Regions from separate parts of the Mus musculus genome. Here region 1 is linked to region 2. The links are chromatin contacts, called in public Hi-C maps. All regions are on one chromosome and are shown on one strand. Each heading gives the region's core, a stretch centred on a gene start, on an enhancer-like site or on the middle of the called end of the contact. The rest is flanking DNA. Distances are from core to core; before and after follow the strand shown.

Region 1 (5,451 bases), core at 288-2,787, 240 kb before region 2:
TAAGATGAAGCAAAGGCTCTCCGCTTTGGAGGGAATGAATTTCACTTAATGCAGAGTCCTTATTTCACAGGTGATCAAATGGTTAGAGATGGAGCACAAAAACAGATCATAGTTCATTTAAAGAATATTGATGCTTCTTTAAATTCCATAGTGAGTCAGCCCTAGCCTGTATCCCTAAGGAGCTCAAAGTAAACACAGGGTAACACCACAGTTGTCATTCAATTTGGAGCCAAGCCTCAAAAGATAGAAAGGGTGTGGCTACAGGCTGTAGGCAAAATTGAGCTGGGGTCTCATGAGGGTTATGGGCTTATTCCCTAGGAATCTGAGATTTTTCAGAACATTTCACGGACCACTTTGAAATGAAATTCAAAATGACTTGATATGTTGGCTGAGTGTTGAATTGCTGCTTTTTAAATTGGATTTTAGTATGGTTAAGATATAGGAGGCATAAAAATTCATGAAAAGCTTATAGAAGAAAATAAAGAAAATAGATTTCAATGTAATCCGTGTGTGTGAATTGAAAGCTTGAAGGGGAGTGAACCCCAGGCCATCTCTTATTCCACACAAACTGTGGGAGATAACTCACATGCTTTTTATACATGCACACTTAGGTTCAAGGTGTTCAAGGTCACATAGCCAGAATGGCTTTGATGCAAAAGCCACCTGATCTTTATTATATCACAGGGCACAGGGCCCTCCAGATCTGTCTTCGGGAAGGACCCATGGGTACTCCTGCTGGAATTAAGAGAGCATTAAAAGCTTTTAGTCTGAACAAAAATGCAGAGGCTGGGATGGACACCATGAAGTGGGTATTGTTTATGGTAAGTAGGGAAAGTGTTTGCTTGAGAGAGGAGAGAGAGAAGAAACTGGGAAAGGAGATGGGGTCTGTACAGAGGAGACTTAGACTGCTGGATCCAAGCCTAGTCCCACTTTCTCATATTCCTGGGATAGAGCTGACATCAAAAACTATTTGTTGGAAATATTGGAAATCAATATGATTTGGGTCCCAGTGTTCATATCTATTACAGAAACTGAATATGCCTTACATGGGGAAGAAATGTTTGTGTAATCCTTATCAGGCTTTGATACTGAGGTGACAAGCAGGACTCCAGACATTACTTACTTTGCTACCCCATGTTTCCTCGTGGAAAGGATCGTGCACATAGTAGGTGGGCATGTCTATAAAGGGGTTGATGAAATCTTTGAGAAATCCAGAATCTGGATCACACTGGCTACAGACTGACATTTAAGTCATTTAATTCATTTAAGTCATTTAATTCAGACTGACATTTAATTCATAGGAGGAACAAGGCAGATTTTTCTGAGCTGGGAAGTCCCCTCCTGCCAAGACACACTGCTCCCCTGACTCTCAGGGTCTGATCTCCAAGTGGTAAGCTTTTAAGCAGCCTTTGAGGAGAGAAGGCTTCCCCCTGACAAGGTTATGCTTCCCTTTATGCTGGTGTCAGCCCTTGGGCAGGGTGGATTCCCGACTTCCTGGGTGGTATGTGCAAGGCTGTGTCGGCTTGTCTGAGAGCCAAGTGCGGATGCTGAGCGCGTGCTCCTCATGGTGCTGGCTGGGGGGTAGCAGCTTATGTTTGTGTTAGTGTGAACACAGCGGCCTTTGCGGCTGGTTGCTGGCCTTTGTGGTCAGTTGTTCCTACATGGGGATTATGTGGTCCTTCAGAAAATAAAATCACTCAGCAAAGGAAATGTATGCTGGGAAGTACTGATTGTGAGTGTTAGGCAGTGGTACCCTGCAAGTGATCTCTGCAGGCTGGCCTCCAGCACCCACTCTGGTGTTGGGGACTTCTGTATCACCTTTGCTAGGATCCTACGGCAATATCTGCCTTGCATTTGGGCCTATTAACAGGGAAAGGGGTGAGGAAGCTAGTGGTGCAGAAGGGTGACTCCTGGGCACAAAGAAAATGGAGGGAAAAGATGTGATCAGGTTGGAAGCATAGGCCAGTGAGGTCCTCAGGCATTCTCTCCTGTCAGTGACACTCATAGACATTGTGCTGCAGTGGTAGCCATCATAATCTCTGATATCACATATGCAAGGCTTGGATTTGTGTTGCCAGGTCAGTGCATAGCAGATCAAGCAAGGTCCCAGGAAACCTGGAGCAGGGGCAGGTGGTGAACAGTTATCATTGTCAGATCATTGGCTGACTTGCTGTCAGGGCCATAGCTCCTCTCCTGGCCATAGGAAGAATGTATTTTATGCTACCTTGGAGTTGGAATTATTCTCAGAAAACCCAGCTCACCCTAACCTGTCAGACCTTTTACTTCCTCCCCCGAACCCTCAGTGGAACAGCTCAGTTGGAGTCTGTTTGCACAGCTGGGCTGGGGTAGCCCAGTAGGTGGGGAGGGGCTGCCCTCTGGCTCCTGGGGTTCCAGCCAAATATCCCTAGGCCAGTTGGAAATAGCCCAGGAGGATGAAAGGAGCCTTGCATATCCACAAATGGGATGCGGAATCATGGATGGGAACCACAGGGCTGCTTTCTTCCTGATGCTTATTTCTGCCTAGTGGATCCTCTATGAGCCCCATTTCCTCATCTGTAAAAGGGAAAGACCATTATACATCTCTCTAACACTATAACTCTCTAACACTATACAGCCCGTTCTGGGGAGCTGGGGACCTAACCTGATCATCCATGTAAACAACCTGGCAAGTGGCAGGCACAATAGGGCTCTACTTGCTAGTTCCTTTCTATTTCTTCTCTGCCTAAGCCATTTCTTCCACTCTTTGCCAGCCATTAGTTATTTCTGTGTGCATCTACGTGGACCATATGCAGCATTTGTTAAGGATGCTTCAGTGAGTGATGCAGGTCCTACCCTCACAAACTCAGCCCCTATAGTCATGGAAGAAGGATAGACATGAACAATCCATATAGTGACTGTGTGGCTTCTCAGGAGTGGTCATGACTGAATGGAGCTGAAGCCTGCTCATCCCACTGTGCTTAGGATCACATACCCTTCTCATAATGTTGCCTCTTCTATGAGCTTCCCCTGGGTCCGCTAAGCATCCAGTCACACCTAAAGCCACAGTCCTCAGACCTCTGCTCAGAGGACAGGGATCTTATCATTGTGACTTGTAAGTCTGTTGAACCACATTAGGGTGGGCCCATGTCTCAGCTCTTTTCACCAGGCTAATTTGGCTTCTTTCTTTGTTTCTCTCTTCCTTTCCTTTCCTTTCCTTTCCTTTCCTTTCCTTTCCTTTCCTTTCCTTTCCTTTCCTTTCCTTTCCTTTCCTTTCCTTTCCTTTCCTTTCCTTTTCTTTCTCCCTCCCTCCCTTCCTTCCTTGCTTCCTTCCTTCCTTCCTTGCTTCCTTGCTTCCTTGCTTCCTTCCTTCCTTCCTTCCTTCCTTCCTTCCTTCCTTCCTTCCTTTTCTCCTCCTCTTCTTCCTCCTCTTCCTCTTCTTCCTCCTTCTTTGCCAGGGCTTCTTCAGCCTCTCAGGGGCACTTTTCACTCTAGGCCCTGATGATTTATTTGTTGAGCTATCCCCACTACCCAGAAGCTCTTTATTCATGCCTGTGACCACAATCCAGCAGAGTCCCACTCCTGAGTGTCCACAAATGTCCATCTCTCTACAGCAGCACCACACAATAGTTTTCTGAGTGCAAGAGGGAAGAGACTAATTTGTAGCAGGGGCCCTTCTTTCTAGATTTGACCTCTGCAGCATGATCCCACCCCTGCTGGCCTGTACCCCTCTTCTCCTCCTTTCTGCTAAGTCTCTGTGTTCTGAGTCCAACAGGATGTGACAAGGCAGGATATGTGGTGATCACACATATCTAGCCAAGAGGACAGAAGCTCCTGACTCAGCATGAGATGAGGATTCTGTCAAAGAAGAAACACTGGCCAGCCATCATATCCCAGGCACCCAGCAACACCAACAACATCAGCAACACCATAACACCAGCAAGGCTTTAGAAAGAGTTTTGGGAATTTAGGGTGGTGATTCAGAGTCACAGAAGGGGAGTGGCTTAAAAAGTAAAGCAGACATGGATAATTCCTTCAATGCCAACATGTTGGTCTGTCTGACATCTGTCTCTAAGTTTCTGCTTCTTCTCCCTGTCAGAACAGGCTATGTGGTGCCCATTTACCTGGAGTCTAGGAAGCCCTAAGACCAGAGTACCCTGGGAAATAGACCACTCCGGAGAATGACTGACAAGTTTTCGGCAAGCCGTATTTTCAGATGAAAACTTGGTCCAGGAGTGCGATCCCAGAGTGAGTTGCCCTGGTGATGGATGCTGAGACGTTCTCATTCACCTTTCTGCTCTTTCCCACTCATCCTATCCTCCACTCAGCTTTCTTGTTCTCTCTTTGGTCTCTGGCCAGTGATGCTGCGGGAAGTAGAGCCAGCTAATCCATCAGGCAGGGGATGCAAGGAAGCTGGGGCCATCAGTTCATGAATCAGCTCAGCTCTGCTGCTCTGTCAGATACAGAACAGAGGCATCTGGAATATGTACCCCAGGGACACTGACAGAGAAAGAGGATCCTGGCCCCGACAGACCTGAGCTTAGATCCCTGCACCACCTTCCACCAGTTCCTGACCTTGAATACACTACTTGCCCTCTCCATGCTTCAGTGCTCCACTGTCAAACAGGGACAGCAGCAGAAACAACTTTGCTTAACTTGTAGGTTACTGAGAAGATCAAATGAGTGAGGAGAGGGAGAGGGAGAGAGAGAGAGAGACAGAGACAGAGACAGAGACAGAGACAGACAGAGTCAGAGAGAGAGAGAGAGACCAGGAAGTGGACATGACCATGACTGTATACTAGTGGGTTAGTTGCCAAGTCCAGTTAAATCTAGGTTCCCTAACTTGTACACTTTTGGTATATCTAGGCAATCAACTCAGACTGACTATCCCTAGCTTATAGCCTGCTCTGGAGGTAGAGGGATACACTTGATGAGCTTAGATTGACTCCTCTGGGTTGAATGATACAGCTGCAGGGGTTGAAAACATATTCAAATTAGTCCATAGCTATTCTAACTGCTTAAATAACTGGGCCATGAATGTGGCTGACAGCAAAACAGTGCACAGTTACAAAGATCACTAGAGACTCACTAGTGTGAAAGGTGTGTTGTTTACCATGGAACAGAAGGGAACAGGTGTGGGGGATCAAGAAAGAAACAACTAAGCTCCAATCCTCAGTGAACTTATATGATATTGGGAGATAGGAGATTCCCTTTGAAGATAACTTAGCCAAACACATACACAAGAATATCCAAGATTCCAAGTCTAGTCAGTTCACAATAGAACCCCCAGTGCCTCATTTATGCAGTCAACATTTAATATATTTCTGACTCACAAAGGAATAAAAAGATGAACTATTTACAAATCTTTCTGTACTACCTCTGTGGCCTTTGGGATTTCCGCACCCTTCATAGCTCTGGAAAGACCCCTTCTGAGTCACAGACCACGCAGCTGCTCTGCAGTTGGTTGTCATGTAT
Region 2 (6,030 bases), core at 1,316-3,815:
TGAATGAAGAGCTTCTGGGTAGTAGGGATAGCTCAACAAATAAATCATCAGGGCCTAGAGTGAAATGTGCCCTTGAGAGGCAGAAGAAGCCCTGGTAAAGAAGGAACAGGAGAAGGAGAATGGGAAAGAGGAGGAGGGGAATGGCAAGGAGGAGGAGGAGAAAGAAAGGAAGGAAAGAAGGAAGGAAGGAAGGAATAAAGAAAGAACACACACACACAGAGAGAGAGAGAGAGGGAGAGAGAGAGAGAGAGAGAGAGAGAGAGAGAGAGAGAGAGAGAGAGAGAGAGAGAGAAAGAGCGAGAGCGAGAAGAAACAAAATTAGCCTGATGAAAAGATCTAAGATTTGTACCTAATCTAACATGATTGAACAGATTAACAAACCAGTGATAAGGTGCCTGTCCTCTGAGCAGAGGTCTGAACACTGTGGCTTTAGATGTGACTGGATTCTTAGGAGAGCAAGGAGAGTAGGCAACATTATGAGAAGAGTAGTGTGGTCTTGAGCATGGTGAGCTAAGAAGGCCTCAGATTCATTCAGCCATGACCACTCCTAAGAATCCATACAGTCACCATATGGATAGTTCATGTCAGTCCTTTGAAGGCATTCCTGTTTTGTGTCATAAACTTCAATGTCTCTTGCCTGCTGTGACACCCTACTCCTTTGTTTTCTGTATTATATAAGACTGGTGTTTGCTTTGTGAAAAATTACATCCAGATACAGCACTCCCTTGTGTCTGTGTCCATTTGTCACTTTTTTTTGTCGCTGACACCTTGCCCCCCTGTAACTGGGAACTCTGAAATTTCCCTTGGATTTAGAGAGGCAGACTGGGGCCAATCCGTGGCAGTCTTCTAAGTGGAGGCTCAAATAGTCTGTACTTTTCAGGGTATCTAAAAGTTCTTGCATTTTTGTTTTGTTTCTGTTGCCACCAGGAAGTCAAATATAAACTGACTTTATCTTCAGGGTTTATCAAGACAGAATGTCAATAATAAAAGCTGTTTTTTTTTTTTTAATTTTATGGTTACCCTGGGCTTTGGAAGAGGACACCTCTGATCTTCAGCACCCACTCCCTTTATCTCCTTCTTCTGAGGCTATTTTAGGCATCTCTTTTTGTCTTCTTTGACCTTGGCTGCCAATAGGATCTTTGCCAGGTCTCCAGTCTGTTGCTTTTGTCCTCTTATGCTGTCTCTGTCATTATCATTAAGTCTTTCAAACTCTTTTCTCTTAACCTCTCAGCCCTCTAGAGTTTTTTCTTAATATCTGGTGCTGTCTGATTAAGAAAATCTAGAATGACTGCTTTCTTTGCTTCTCATAATTCAAGATCCATGGGTGTGTAATGTCAAAATGCCTCCATGACCCTCCCTAAAAAGGCGTTTGCTGTCTAATATCATACACTATGGCCAAATTTGTGGACCATCTTTTGGCCAACTTGAGACTTGCCAGCAGAGTCTGACAGTAGATCAAGAGCCTCCTCTTATCTTCATTGGTGTTAAAATCCCAATCTAGGTGATCAACATAAAGCAAGCATATTGGGGGAGGGGTTTCCTGTAGGGCCAGGAACCAGCTTCCTGGCCGTTTTTTGTGGTGAGGGAACCTATAGAATGTGGTAGACTTAGCCTGCCTCATGTTAATATATCCGCCAAAGTCACAGTCACTTCATCAAAGTCATCTCGTCAAAGTTACCTGTCAAAGTCATCTCTTCAAAATCATCTTGTCAACGTCCCCTCGTAATGAGAAACACAAACACAACATACAGAAACACAAAACCTTCCCTGTCTGTTGCAGAAACAAGAAACAACCAGAAAACAGCACTCATGAAAAGGACCTCTCTGTGAGACCCAAAACACAAGTGCAACCTTGTCTCTCTGTCAGGCAGAAATGAGAAGTAAAAAGAAAGTGGTGCACACCCACAAATAAAGAACCAGATTGGTGGGCATCTCTTGGCTTCCCTGAGCCTACTCCCACCCCAAAACGAGACTCAGGTCTCCTGGTCCCGCCATAGCCATGGCTTCCAGATACATCTATCCTAAACACAACTGGCCACATAAACAAATTCAAGGCCTTGTACCCAGAAGGAAGTGACTCCATTTAGAATCAGTGAATAGAAAAGACATCATCAGAAAAAAATACAGCCTGTAGTAACAAGAATCAACCAGACGGTGGCGCTCACAGACACATAACCCTCAGTACAAATGTTTACTCAGACCTGGAAAAATCACCATGGCAACTTAAATCATTTTTCTTTACACTAGTTTTCTTTAAGATCTGTAGACCTCACAGAAAGTTTCCAGCATTCAGATAAATTAGCTGCTACACAAAGCACAAGCTTTTGCACCACTGTGCAAACACTCACCTACTCAGACCACATAGAAAACTTCTGACACTCAGACAGATTCCACAGCACTGCTCAAACCTAGATTTACCATGGCAACACAAGCTACCAGGTTCCACACAAATAACCCATCTTAGCACAGTTGGAAGGGTTCCACATTTACTTCTACACTAGCTTGCTTCCTTTCTGCTCTGCAGATCTCACACAGAAAGCTCGAATTCAGTGCTCATTATTACAAACATAAAAACACAAATACCTAAACTAGTTTTGCTGGCTTCAACACGCCTCCCGCCAGAGAGAGGTAGTCAGTCTTGTGTGTCATGGGGAAGTTCTCGGCCAATGCTCCAAAATATTTTGCCAGGGAAATGTTACTGATCCCTCAAAATACATATAGGATCCAATCTGATGCAATCCACAGCAGGGTCTTTATTCTATTCAAGTTAGCTTGCTCCTCCTGCAAAGCAACACCTTCATGCACTATGGTTTTGGTGGTGGAGGAGCTCCAAATGTTTATTGGGACAAAGCTTTAGAGTAAGCGGAAAGCAGGGAGTATGTGTACAAACATACTAATTGGAAAGCATACTAACTTTCTAATTGGAAAGTTACTGTGGCCTTCAACATAATTGTCTGGTGCTGGGACTCATATCATTAACTTAATTTCTGCTCCCCTCTGCAATGGTACTCATTAGGCAGGGAGTGGGCTTGTAACCTGGGGGTGTAGGTTTGTTGAGGGATTAACCTGGTCTTGAGGGTTTAACCTGGAAACACTGGTCATGTTGGGGATTAGCTAGAGACTGGAGCTAAGCTTGGGTTTTGTTTGGGGGCAGCTTGGAAATTAATGCTAGGTACTAGATTGTTAGTTTACCTGAGTTCAAACTTAGGTCGGCTTCTCTAAAATGGAGTCTGAATTTACAAGATTTGGCATCTCAATAGCTGGCTTTGCTTTCTGTAACTGGAGCTTGTCACTTCAATGAGCCCGTGAACCCATGGTCCTCTTAGGTGTGTCAGCACTTCTGTGATCTTTGGAGTGTTAGCACTCCCAGAAGACCAGCTCTTTCCTGGAAGGACTGGGGTGTGGGGCAGGACTGGGGTCCAGATAGCTGTAGCACAGGGTCAGCCCCATGCTTCCTATCTCTTAACCATATTAAAATAGAATTTAAAAAGCAGGAATTCAACACTCAGCCAACATATCAAGTCATTTTAAATTTCATTTGTAAATGGTCCATGAAATGTTCTGAAAATCTGAGATTCCTAGGGAATAAGCCCATAACCCTCATGAGACCCCAGCTTGATTTTGTCTACAGCCTCTAGTCACACCCTTTCCATCTGTTTGAAGCTTGGCTCCAAATTGAATGACAACTATAGTGTCAGCATTTGTTTACTGTGAGCTCATTAGGGATACAGGCTAGGTCCGATTCACTATGGAATTTAAAGGAACACCAATACATCTTTAAATTAACTCTTTCAGTTCTCCATCTCTCTAACCATCTGATCAAACACTCATTACCTGTGAAATAAGGACTCGGCATTAAAGAAAATTCATTCCCTCCAAAACAGAGAGCCTTTGCCTCATTTAGTCAGGAGAAAAACATGCCTTCTTTCCTCTTCTGAGATCCTTTCCACCCAACTCTTCCTCCCTCATCTGCCTTCCAAGGTTACAAGCATCCCTTTTCATCGCTAGCCAAGAAGAGCCTCACACTTCCATGCAGGTAGGAGTTTCTCAGAAAGAACAGGGTCCTGTGATCCACAGCCGGAGGCCCTTAAGGACATTTGGATGGACTATCAGTTCCCTCCCCTACACACACACACACACACACACACACACACACACACTTTGGCCTTTCAAGCTCTAGGGTAACAATGTAACACTAGAAAGAAAAGGAAGCTAAATATTCTTGTGCATATTTGGCAAGGGAAAAACAGGAGGGTGCAGGAGCACAAGAACTCACCTAGCCACAAAGGCCCTCTTATCTGCAAATTCTTTGAAGTAGGGGAGAAGGGCTCTCAGTAGCTGGGAACCAGAGGTCAGCTTGTATTTATTTATTTATTTATTTATTTATTTATTTATTTATTTATTTATTTATTTATTTATTTATTTACTATAGTTCCAACACATTTATTTCAGTAGGAGAGACTACCTTGCTGCAGAAAATATTTGGCTCTAAAGAAGACAAAGAAAAATCAGCCTCCTTCAAACTCTCACAGTGTTCCTGCCCAAGAATTCAACATAGAAATAAAGGCTGGGCTCAATGCTTGCAGACTTCAGACCTGATGTGGAATCTGAGGCCTGTATTTGATCTCTCAACACTCTCTATGATGTCTGACTTAGCAGAGGGCCTGGTGCATTTATCTGGATGCTTCCCAAGATGTGGGTAATCACTATTTATCTTTCTCTCCCTGCCCCAAACAGTGCATTATAACACTAAACTGTGGTAAGTAGATTATGTCATCAACCTCAGAACCGGAACCTCTTCCCTCTGTTTTTCCTACTGGTCCCAGCTCTGGTCTTTGTCATAACACAGATTTTCATTGACTGTTATTGGTCTAGAACCCCCCCCCCCCGACAAGAATTAGTCATGATATCAGGCATAGGGATCTAAATTCAGTTCCTAAAGATTTATTTGTTATAGAAATATCACCACGAAAGCAAAAACAGACTGCAGGTTGGAGATGAATAGGCCAGTATTATAGCAGTTGAGATATGATGTAGCTTGAACCAATCAGAAGCTAAGCCAGAGCAAGTCAAAGGGCCACTCAATGAGTGGTCGAGCTAGATATTGGAGAATGATAAAAATTCATGCTGGAGGCTAGAGATTAAATGCACAGTCAAGGTAGACACAGAAGACTGATGGGATGACTGATACTGGATATTGGGAACTGGTGGTTGGCCATCCTGTCTGTTGAAATAGGAAAGTCTGACTTGAAGCATAAGAGAAAGGGAGCCACCATACTAAGAAGGATTGATTTGCATCCTACTTGTTGACCACCAGTTGAACCAGCAACATTTTTTTTTTTAATTATTGTGTTTGTCCCACTGGATGAATTTAGATCCTTTGTCAAAGATCAAATGACCATAGGTGTGTGGGTTTATTTCTGTGTCTCCAATTCTTTTTTCTTTTTTTTTTTTTTTTTTTTGGATTTTTTGAGACAGGGTTTCTCTGTGTAGTGCTGGCTGTCCTGGAACTCACTCTGTAGACCAGGCTGGCCTTAAACTCAGAAATCCACCTGCCTCTGCCTCCCAAGTGCTAGGATTAAAAGGAGTGCACTACCACTGCCTGGCTTGGGTCTCCAATTTTATTTCATTGATCTACCTGCCTGCCACTCTACCAATACTATGTGTGATGGTTTGAATATTCTTGGACCAGGGAGTGGCACCATTTGGAGGTGTAGCCTTGTTGGAATAGGTGTGACCTGGTTGGAATAGGTGTGTCACTGTTGGTGTGGCATAAGATCCTCACCCTAGTTGCCTGGAAGTCAGTCTTCCACTAGCAGTCTTTGGATGAAGACATAGAACTCTTAGCTCCTCCTGCACCATGCCTGCCTGGATGCTGCCATGCTCCCACCTTGATGGTAATAGACTGACCCTCTGAATCTGTAAGCCAGCCCCAATTAAATGTTTTTTTTTTTATAAGACTTGCCTTGTTTATGGAGTCTGTTCACAGCAGTAAAACTCTAACTAATATGCCATGCAGTTTCTGTCACT

What was found. A called contact is a pair of places that touch in the nucleus more often than the background predicts.
Region 1: a contact with region 2 is called in a Hi-C map of the STO cell line, with 37 times the contacts expected there. The contact joins two enhancer-like sites. A contact is called at or near these places in 7 of 484 Hi-C or Micro-C datasets (the G1E-ER4 cell line, the HPC-7 cell line, the STO cell line and 3 more).

What each region holds. Positions count from the first base shown.
Region 1 is chr4:114,364,142-114,369,592 of GRCm38.p6, reverse strand. No RefSeq gene overlaps it. Among named protein-coding and RNA genes, the nearest start is that of Gm40228, 20 kb to the right of the region's middle. Within about 2 kb of position 1,537, at least 15 of the 459 cell types and tissues checked have an H3K27ac peak or open chromatin away from gene starts, as enhancers often do. A contact at or near this core is called in the STO cell line, where this site is marked.
Region 2 is chr4:114,125,141-114,131,170 of GRCm38.p6, reverse strand. No RefSeq gene overlaps it. Among named protein-coding and RNA genes, the nearest start is that of Skint11, 35 kb to the left of the region's middle. Within about 2 kb of position 2,565, at least 1 of the 459 cell types and tissues checked has an H3K27ac peak or open chromatin away from gene starts, as enhancers often do. A contact at or near this core is called in the STO cell line, where this site is marked.